Linked DNA regions of Mus musculus: region 2 is linked to region 1. The links are chromatin contacts, called in public HiChIP or PLAC-seq maps. All regions are on one chromosome and are shown on one strand. Each heading gives the region's core, a stretch centred on a gene start, on an enhancer-like site or on the middle of the called end of the contact. The rest is flanking DNA. Distances are from core to core; before and after follow the strand shown. Region 1 holds the start of Nrarp (Notch-regulated ankyrin repeat protein). Region 2 holds the start of Gpsm1 (G-protein signalling modulator 1 (AGS3-like, C. elegans)).

Region 1 (5,000 bases), core at 2,437-4,936:
AGAGATCTGCCTGCCTCTGCTTCCTCAGTGCTTGGATTAAAGGTCTATGCCACCACACAGGTTTGCCATCTCTTCTTAGCTTCATTTCATTCATGGCACTGTGTGTCTGTTGGCTCCCTCCAAAGAGAACTTTGGGGAGTTGCAGGATTGTAGTTAGCAAATGTATACCTGGAAGCCCTCGAGCCTCTCTTAGGTGGGGGAATTTTAAAGGTGCTGTAAAGGCTTGATGAGCGTTCCCCTCCTCACACTCCAGGTTAGTACTGGACAGTCTAGGGAGAGGGTGGGGACTAAAAACACTCAACTGGCCACATCCTTCTAGCTGTGGGCTACAATTCCTGGTAGACACAATTCCTGGGGTGCGACTTCCTGAGGAAGGTCCCATCTCTCTGCAGAGTATCACATCATAGTCTGCTCAGAAGTTTAATAACCTTACTGTTGCTGAGGAGAAAATGTTAAAGTAGGAGCCCGAAGGGTGTGTGTGTGTGGGACTGATGGCTGCTTGGAGTTTGTATCAGGAGAACAGCCACTTATACCATGGCTCCATTGGATCTCCTCTGCTGGTTGCTGCTATTCTGGTCCCATCAGGCACCTCCTCCCCTGAATCCCATGCAGGACCCAGGAATGGGCTGTCGATGGTCCTCCAGTGCATTTTCTCAAATCACAGGCATGAGAACCCTGGATCTAATTCAGATCTGCTTTTTGGTGAATTTGGCCCTAGAAGCCCAAATCTCTAGAGGTGTTTTGCTTGTCCAGGAGCAACAGGAATGTTCCCCCAAATCTAAAGAGACCCTCATCTGTGCAGAAGTTCCTCCAGGGTTTCAACTTTCAGGCTGGGTAGGAAGCATGATGAGCTATAAGCAGATCTCTCTGGGGAGGTCTCAGCCACTCTGCCAGGAAGTAGCTGAGACACGAACTACTAAGGTGGCATCTGGGTTCCTGTGGTTGACTTGGACTTGACAGCTGAGCTAGACTGAGTTCACATTTTACCCAGCTTGGTCTTGTCAATAGATTCACAACCCAAGCAGCCATCATTCATTAGCTGAAGGTAGGACGCCATGGCCCTTAGAGGGGGACCCAGGACTTGTGCCAAAATTAAAACCAGTATTTTTTTTTAATATAAAAAGACCAATGAAAAATTTATTTATAAATTTTTCACGATGGGCTACAAGTCTATATCGTACGCTTAGGAGTGTGCCACAGACTTCATACAGATAGAAGAGACCAACCAGGACCCATCTGAAGCTTCAACATAGGCCCAGTACGTTTTAACATTAATTAACATAATTAAAAAGGCATTTGCGTGTAGAAAAACCATACAGAACTCCTTTTGAAGTAATCTGTGCTTGTCTCAGTGTCTGCCATTCTCATGACATTATCACTATTCCTCCCACACTGGTTCATAAAAGCGCAGAAGACCGAAGAATATGGCCAGGCGGCACAAAGGGCTCCACCCACCTGTGTCCTCAAGTGCTCCCCATTTTTGCACGCAGGGTCAGCAGCACTTCTACGAAGGGGAAACCTCATTTAAATTTGAATAATTCAGCCTCCCTTTTATTTCCCAGGATCAAAACAAGAAGGGGAATGGAGATGCATAGAAAATTGGAACCACAGAAACCAGGAAGTCTCCTTTCTGGGACAGCCAGTGACGCTCCAGCACCTCCTCCAGCCCTGGTCCTTGGCACAGCCCCTCCCTCATGGCTGGATCCTCAGATCATAATAGGGCCTTGGAGCAGGGTTTGAGGGTGGGGATGGGGATTGGGGAAGGCAGAAAGAGCACAGCAGCCCTTCCACTCATTCAGCAATAGTATGAGAGATTCACAGTCTTTATAGGAATTTTATAAAAATATAAATATGGGTACACAACAGCCTTCACAACGCTGGATACAACGCCCTTTAAAATTGGGTTCATAACCAAGATTCAAAAAAATACACCTAAAACTTGGCTTAAAATATGTTAATATTTTATATTCTGTCATAAATGTTATGACATTTAATCGTGGCAAATTCATTTACTTTTTTAAAAAAGTGTGCAACCGACTATTAACTATAATAGAAGTCACTAGGAAGGGTACCATGCTCTCAGAATCCCCACGTCCCAGCCACGCGGGCTTCAAGAGCCCTTTGGAACTTTGCTAAACCAGCCTGTGTGGGGAATGGTGGCCTCTCACGGGAGGGGAAAGGGAGACAGATCCTAGGCTCTCTAAACTCAGAATCCAGGGAGAGGAAAAGAGGAATGAGGTGTGGAAGATTAGGGACTCGGTGGGGGAGGGGCTAGCAATGGGAAAACCATAGGGCTAGGCGGTATTTTCAGTGCAACCAAAAAATGGTAGACTCAAGTTTTTAGTTTTAAAGGAAAAAAAATGCATCTTTCTCCCATAACCACGCACAATATTTCCAAACAAAAAACTCAGGCGCACAAACTTCACCCACAAATATACACACACGTGATAAATAGTTGAGGACATCAGGAACCCGGAGCGTCCCCTTCCCTTCCTAAGTGCGAGGGCGCGCAGATGGTGGAGCCCGGTAATGGTTGTTTGGCGGCTGCCAGCGGCGGGCGCCGCACTGTGAGCGGCCGGGTCTCACGAGCGGCGGCTGGAGCGCGAGTCCGCCCGCGCCTTTCACCTTCCGGAGAAAACATTTCAAGCGGAGGATCCGGTATCTCGGGATTCCGAAGTCTCCCGGTGTGAGACTCAAATTTCAAAACGGACTGGAGCCTGCGCCCCGCCCCCACCCTCTAGGCGGTCGGGGCCGTGGGAAGGCTCTGGGGCCCCGCGGGGCTCAGAGGACTGCCAAGGGGAGGCGCTCTTTTGCGGAGAGCCGAACCCTGGGGTCCACGGATGCGCTACTTTGGTCGTGGCCGCGGACGTAGAGACTTAGCCCGATTTCCACGCGGACCAGCAAACCTGGCGCACACCGAGGTAGTTGGCGGGAAGGTACAGCAGAGACGACGCGGGTGGGGGCCAGGGGCCGGAGTCCGGGTGGCTATCACCGGCCGCTGGCCGCGTACTTGGCCTTGGTGATGAGATAGAGCACGATGTCCTGGTGGCCCCCGAAAGCGGCGATGTGTAGCGCGCTCCAGCCGTCGCGGTTAGCTAGGCGGATGTCGGCTCCGAACTTGACCAACAGCTTCACCAGCTCCAGGTTGCCGTCGATGACTGACTGGTGTAGTGCTGTCTGGCCCTCCGGCCCGAACGAGTTCACGTTGAATTCGCAGTTAGTCATGTTCTGCAGCAGCGACTGCAGCTCCTGCGTGTTGCCCTTGCGCACCGCTTCCTGGAAGATGCGCTGCGTCTGTGGCGCCGAGCAGGTGGACAGCTCGGCTTGGCTCATGTTGCCGCAGAGCTAGGGCTGCGAGCCGCGCCCCGGCTTAGCGCGGGCGGCGGCTGCAGTGCGGGCCCCGGGCTGTCTCGGGGCGTGTCTCGAGGTACGCCTCGGCGCATGGAGGGCGCTGCGCCCTCGGGCCCCGCACGCCGCCCCTGCGCACTCCGGGCGTTCGGGGCCGAGGGCCGCTGGCGCGGGACCCCTGCTGCATCCAGCCGCGCCCAAGCGGGCGGGCGACAGGGCTGGGTGCTGGTTCGCAGAACCTGGGGCAGCCGGAGGCCGCGACACTCGCAGTCGTGGTCCCTTCGAGGTTAGGCTTCGCTCCAGCTGAACTCCACCCGCGTCCCTTTGCAAAATAGTTCTAATTCGCCCGCCGCTTCTCGCCGTCTTTTACGGTTCTTATATTTGCATAACAATAGACGCTCTTGACGCGCACACCAGGGCTCTTTCGATTGGGTGGTGCCCACGTGGGGGCGGGGCGGAGGCGGGGTCGTGCTGCAGCTCCCTCCAGGATAGAGGGCGCTGGTCTGACCAGCACTAGTCTGGTCTGGCCAGGGTGGTCAGAAGGCCTCGGGGGTTTTCCAGCACCACTGCGGGATCCTGGGTCTGGTTGCTCCGGTGTATAAGCTCCTTCGGCAGTTTTCTTCTTCCTTCATAGATGTCGGGAGTTGCGAGTTCCTTGCGCAGCCACTCCCAGGCCTGGACCTGGCGTTCACAGGTGGCAATTTCACGAACTGCTCGGTTGTATAGTCCTCCATCACTCTGGTCCTTTCTACTCAAGTGTAATTTACGGGGAAGCTTGAGCAGCAATTGCATTTGGCTCCTCCATACTGATGGAGGGAGCTCCATGCCCCTAAGCTACCCACAGTGTAGGTAGGGGTTCCTTTGGCAGGCTGGCACAGGCTCGCTCGCTCGCTCGCTCCCCCCTCTGTCTCTGTCTCTCTCTGTCTATCTCTCTCTCTCTGCCTCTCTCTCTGTCTCTCTCTCTTTCTCGGTGGCCAGTCTGTCACTACTCCTCCTTATGTGTTTCCTTTACTTAGTGTCAGCATATAAGACACAGGGCTGGCTCGTGAGACCAACAGCACTGCCCTTTGAGGGAGTTCTGAAATGACTCATTTCCAAGCCATAAGCCCCACGTTTTATTGACCACCCTTAACAACTGACCGTGAGTGAGGCAGGAGGTGCTGGCGCTGGCTGGGAAGGCAAGGCTCCACATTTCCTCATTATGTTTTACGGCTTATAGCTTCGCTGTGGTTGCTGGAAATTAAGGAGGAATGATCTTAAGACTTGCAGAGCAGGAGGCAGGGCACGTCAGGGCTTGATTTCTTCTGAAGCTAACTGGGAATTCCAAGCAGGCAACTGTAAGCCTCAGCTGGGCAGCCCACCCAGCCAGGCTCCATCTGGGGACGCTCCTTTGGTGGATGTTCCTGCCCCAGACTCAGAACTGTATCATATTCACCGGGGCATGTCCCCAACCTTACTATGTTCACGGGGAGGGACCATAGCTAAATTGAATGGAGAAAGTAGGCAACCCCCCCCCCACCACCACTGTGACCACCAGATGTCCGCCCGTCGGGCCAACTTGTTTAAGGGTCACACTCCTTTTCTGCTAACCTGAGAACCTGAATCTCATGTGTATTCAGCTTGGAAAGCTCTCTAGTCTTCTTGGGATCCTT
Region 2 (4,918 bases), core at 2,348-4,847, 1.1 Mb before region 1:
TTGTAGCCCTTCTGGGGCAAAGGGAGAGACCCCAAGAGTAGAGAGGAGCTAGCAATGTCCACTGATGGGCAGGACTACAGAGTCAGGACCTGATCCAGTGCGTGAGGGCAGTGCACTGGTGGCTTCTCAGAGGCCTTTCCCTAGACCACTGCCCCATTTTGGCCTCACCTCCCCCCCCCCCATGACCAGACCCCATTGGAGCCCCCCCCCCCTGCCAGGCTACATGTCTTTGGGCTATGGAACCCAGAGATAAGAACAGGGTGAGTACAGCTGCAGCCACAGGAGCTGGACAGCAGGGGTAGGTGCTGAGACTACTTGGGGCTCTTACTTTCTGTTCTGAGGCACAGGAGTACCACTTCTGGAACACCAGCCTGGAACCCCCAGGGGTGCTCTTTGGGGCCTGCCCACCTCCCTGTCAACAGCTTTCCACCTTCTCCTGCCCTCTGGGGGCAGTCAGTCTGATGAGGCTGAGCAGACAAGTTCCTGGATCCTCTGTTCCCACCTCTGCAGGCCTAGAAGGTGCTGTCCACCTGTCACCTGTCAAGGTGATCACACACCCAGGGGTGCCACCATTTGAACAAACAGATGCTGGGTTATCTCAGACCTCTGAAAGGCCTGTTCACTCCAAGGGTTGCCTGAAATTCTACTCTTGAGGCTCAAAATCAAAGTCACCTGGGGTCTAGAGCTTAGTGTCTCCCACTGTCCATGCCACTCCAATTCTGGGAGTGAGCAACTCTTGTCTGGCATTGGCTTCTGGCCAGACAGACCTACAGATGAACAGACAAACAGTGATCCTTCACCTCCCCAAAGAGGAGGGCACTGCCCACTCAGCTGACCCATCTCTACACTGCGGTCCTGACCCCAAGCCATGTCACCTCTGGAGCCACTTTCAAAGGATCACAGCTCTGTGCCACTCCCCTTACAGATGCCAAGAACACAAGAACCAAGACCCAGGCACTGTCTGCCACATCTCAGTCACTGTAGCAGCAGCTGACTCCACACTCTGCTCGTGGCCTCCTGATCTCATCTGTGTGTCCCCTTAAGTCTCCTGGTGTCCTCTAGTATCCACAACGAGCTGTCTAGCTACCTGAATCTCTGCCTGCCCCCTTCTCTGCAGAGCAGACACCTGGGACTGATCCCTGGCCCAAAGCTTGAGAGACCCTTGCTCACAGCTCCGCACTGCCCAGCATCTCACAGAAGGAAGTTACGCTGACTTTCCCTCAGCAGCCAGGGAAGGGGTGAGAGGGAGTAAGGGGCAGTAGAAGCTGCGAAGGGAAGAGATATCTTAGCTTCAGGAAAGGACCTAAAGGTCAGGGTTGCAGGGCTACCTGGGGAATTGTGCTGTCTGGGACAGCGCTGAGGAGAGAACACAGAAAGAGATACTAAAGTAGGGGACCAGCATTGTATGGCCATGTGGCCACAGAGGCCTTGCCATGCCCGGGCACCAGTAGCCCCTACCCTAGGTGCACCTTTTGTAAGGCCACTCCAATGTGGGCTCCCCTGCTAACCCTCCCTTCCCAGCTTCACTCAAGCCTTAGCCTCTTCCTCGTGGGGCTGGGAGTCCAGAAGAGGACATATAAGGACTTCCTGGCTACTTGTCTCTGGGACCCTCTAGCCCAACCCCCTGTTCTGGCCTCAGTGCCAGTGTACCAGAGATTCTCAACAGAGACCCTCTCCATTCTGCCCCACCCCTCTCAGTGTTCCTGCCTCCCTGAGCCAGCCCCTCGCTACACTCCATGAGGAGCTGGCCATTCAGGGACATTATCTGTGGCTCTTCTCAGCTCTTCAGCCCCATTTTATAAGTATCAAACCCTCTCAGTCAGATACCAGTAAGAATGGGGATGCTCGTGGGACAGTGGATGATTCAGAGAGTGTCTCCCACCAAGACATCCCATATCAGCCCAGGGAAGCCTGGCTGTGACACAACAGGTGGAGGCCAAACAGCTCACGGGCCTCCTGGAAGGCTCAGTGGGAAGGCTCTTGGCTGCACAGCTTAAATCTGGTCCCAGCTCAACCCTCTGAGCTCAGCTTGGGTTTCAGCTTGGAGGGATGCCAAGCTGAGCACAGGGCCTCAACCAGTATCCTGAATACTGTTCCTAACCAGTGAGAGCTACACAGGGGCTAGGGTTCTACCTAGTGAGTCACCTCAAGGGGGAACTGGGAGCAACTGACACAGCTTTGAGACCTGTGCTCTGAATGTCCACCTCCCTCTCTTACATGCGAGCACTCGCACACACATACATACACACACGCACACGCACATGCACACACACGTTGCAGTCTGCCTAGTAGACACCTCCTTCTCACAGGGGTGGCTGGCCCTGAGTTAAATGTGACCCCACAGAGCCTCTGCTCCCAGGGGACTCCAAGAAGCTGCTAGCAAACCTCTTACCCTTGCACTAGAACTTGGAGGAGGGTGTGGGGCTCAGGCATGATCTTCAACACCACACAATGGGGACACTGTCTCTGAGCTGCAGCATTAGAACACTGTATTAGAACGGGACGGCAAGGATCTGTTCGCCAGGCACCAAGCCCTCATTTTGCTCTTTGGGGGTACTAGGCAGAGCTTGGCTAGCTGATGAACCACCCCACTTGAGTAGATTTCTTCAGGGTTGACCCCTAACAGGGAGACCCCAGATATGGGGAAGGGCTAGACGAGGTGGGGGCCAGAAGCTAACTGAAGGATGCTGGGCCTTCCTTTAGGTCTGATGACAGCCCCTGCCCAGAACTCAGGCCGGTCCAGCTCAACCTGAAGCCAGAGTGAACTGACAGCTCTGGTCCACTTCTGGGATCAGCATCTCACCGGAGAACACCCTCATCCATCAAAAGGGAGTCACCAGGGAGGCATGGAGCCAGGGGCAGGACTATCCTGTCATTCCCAGTGGGCGGGCACACAGCACAGACCGCTCGATCACCTGTGAACCTGCCTGGAAGGCAAATGCCTTTGTAGGGAAGCACACACCCACTTGCCTGGCTCAGGCCCAGCTCCTTCTGGCCTAGGGCTGGGGATAGCTAGTGAAGGCAGGGCCCCATCATGACAGCCTGGGTCGTGGCCATGCTACACCAACACCGGGTCACGGCAGTGTCAGGCTTGAGAAGAGAACTCCAGATAACGAAGACTGGCATCCATGCTACTCAGGGTCCCGCAGAGCCGGGTGGTGGAGTGCCCGCCCCGTAAGCCCTTTTGGCATCAGGACAGGGTTGCAGGCAGAACCCAGTCCCAACCCCTCTACCGCGAAACTGATCTTTGGGCCCTGGGCCCCGCGCCCCCACCGCTCCCTACGCAGATCCAGGGAGGCGCGTCCCCGGCCACGTTGCGCGTCGCCGCAGCAGCCTTTGTTCTGGGCCGGCAGCCTCCCGCCCGCGTCTGCCGCTCAGGTCCCCGTTCCCATCCCGGTCCTTGAACTACCTGGAGTAGAGGCGCCTGGAGGCCGGGCCCGGGAGCTCCTCGGCCACGGGCGGGGCCGGGCTCGCCATGAGTCGGGGACGCGCCGAGCAGGAGCACCGCCCCGCTCTGCGGCCGTCCGCCTGCCGATCTGCCCGCCTGTCCGCGCGTCCGTCCGCCTGTCCGCGCGTCCGCGGGAGACGCCGAGGAAGTGATGTGCTGGGGTGCCGCCGCCCCTCCCGCCAGAGCTGTGATGTCACCGCCGCCAGGCGGAGGGAGGGTGGGGAGGGGCAGGCGCCCACCGGCCACCACTGCGGCGGTCCCGCCTACCGTGGGGTGGGCGGGGCTCTGTCTTTGAGGTCCAGTGCAAGGAGAGTCCTGCTCTAGTGTGGACAATGCTGTGTTTCCTTTTCTTTGGGGGGGAAGCCCTGCTAAGCCTGGAGTTTAGTGCTTTTTCTTACACACACACACACACACACACACACACACACACACACACACACACACGAGAGTTTGCTGTCACACACACATCCTGTTCCTTTCCTGTCACCTCTTGTGGGGTACAGGCCATGCAGATGCTCCTGGGGCTAAGGAGAAAACAGGTCTTCCTAGATGGAGTCAGGGTGGGAGGATGCTGTCCAGCCCTAGGCAAGTCTCTACCTTCCTAGGGCTTTCACCACCAGATTTCATGTTGAATTTCATCTGTGAAATGCAAGCGTTTGGAAAACATACTGGAAGAACACCAGGAGCCCACGTGGGAGGCTGGCCGTTGCTCATTCATCTGCCTACCCTCCTCTGAGTTCTCCCAGGACCCTGAGGATCTGAACCTCGGAGTGATCTTTCTTCATCCAACTTGAGTAGCCTTGGAGCCTTCACCTCAGCCAACCCCCAGCCAGCCACAGGGCACCATCTGGACAGCCAGTTCCATTGGGACTCACCCAGGTCTCTGCTCTTCTCTCCAGGCCACTCTAAATCTTCTTGAAAACGTAGCTGTGACCCTCAGTGGAACAGGAACATGTCAGGGTGCAGACTATGGCAGTGTCCTTGGCAGTTTTTCTGCACCCCTGGACCCTGGTCTGAAGAGGGACACCATGCCAAGGTCACCCCAGACAGACCCTGCAGACGCAGCCCACAGTACAGTGGCTTCAGGCGGAGAAAAATGGCAACAAAAACAAACACAAGATAAAACTGGGCTGTTGGCCCTGAGCTAGTTTGTTTTCCTAGGAAGGAGCAGGAGCGAGCAATGAGAACCATCTGTGCCTGGGGCGAGGCGCAAGCTTGCTGCTGTCCCCACACCTCCCCCTAAGACCACAGGAGCCAGGGCTTGCTCTCTCTTGGCTAAGGCAGAGTGTGTGTTATGGCTGGCCAGGCACCACCCACGTTTGCTGAAGTCTCGGGCCTGGTCCCTAGCAGACCCTGGCTCTGGAATGCAGGCGCTTCCTGGTTGCCTTCAAAGGATACAACATACACATGGAGGCTGCTATGACCCACTTGGTGTCAGACTGGGCTTAGATTCCCAGGCCTTGGTTTTAG

The links. HiChIP or PLAC-seq counts read pairs in DNA pulled down with a chosen protein or histone mark.
Region 2: a FOXA1 HiChIP or PLAC-seq map of pancreatic cancer cells shows a contact between it and region 1. The contact joins the promoter of Gpsm1 here to the promoter of Nrarp in region 1. A contact is called at or near these places in 2 of 39 promoter capture datasets (liver and neutrophils) and 1 of 115 datasets of contacts at active chromatin or transcription factors (pancreatic cancer cells).

What each region holds. Positions count from the first base shown.
Region 1 is chr2:25,179,444-25,184,443 of GRCm38.p6, reverse strand. Nrarp (Notch-regulated ankyrin repeat protein) reads right to left here and starts at 3,686. Exons shown (of 1, transcript NM_025980.2): 1 at 1,105-3,686. The coding sequence starts at 3,333. The coding sequence ends at 2,989. It overlaps Gm52547 (a long non-coding RNA gene), which reads left to right. Exons shown (of 2, transcript XR_003953999.1): 2 at 1-70.
Region 2 is chr2:26,314,212-26,319,129 of GRCm38.p6, reverse strand. It overlaps Gpsm1 (G-protein signalling modulator 1 (AGS3-like, C. elegans)), which reads right to left and starts at 3,597. Exons shown (of 14, transcript NM_153410.5): 1 at 3,410-3,597. The coding sequence starts at 3,477. It overlaps Gm52505 (a long non-coding RNA gene), which reads left to right. Exons shown (of 2, transcript XR_003953775.1): 2 at 2,704-3,781.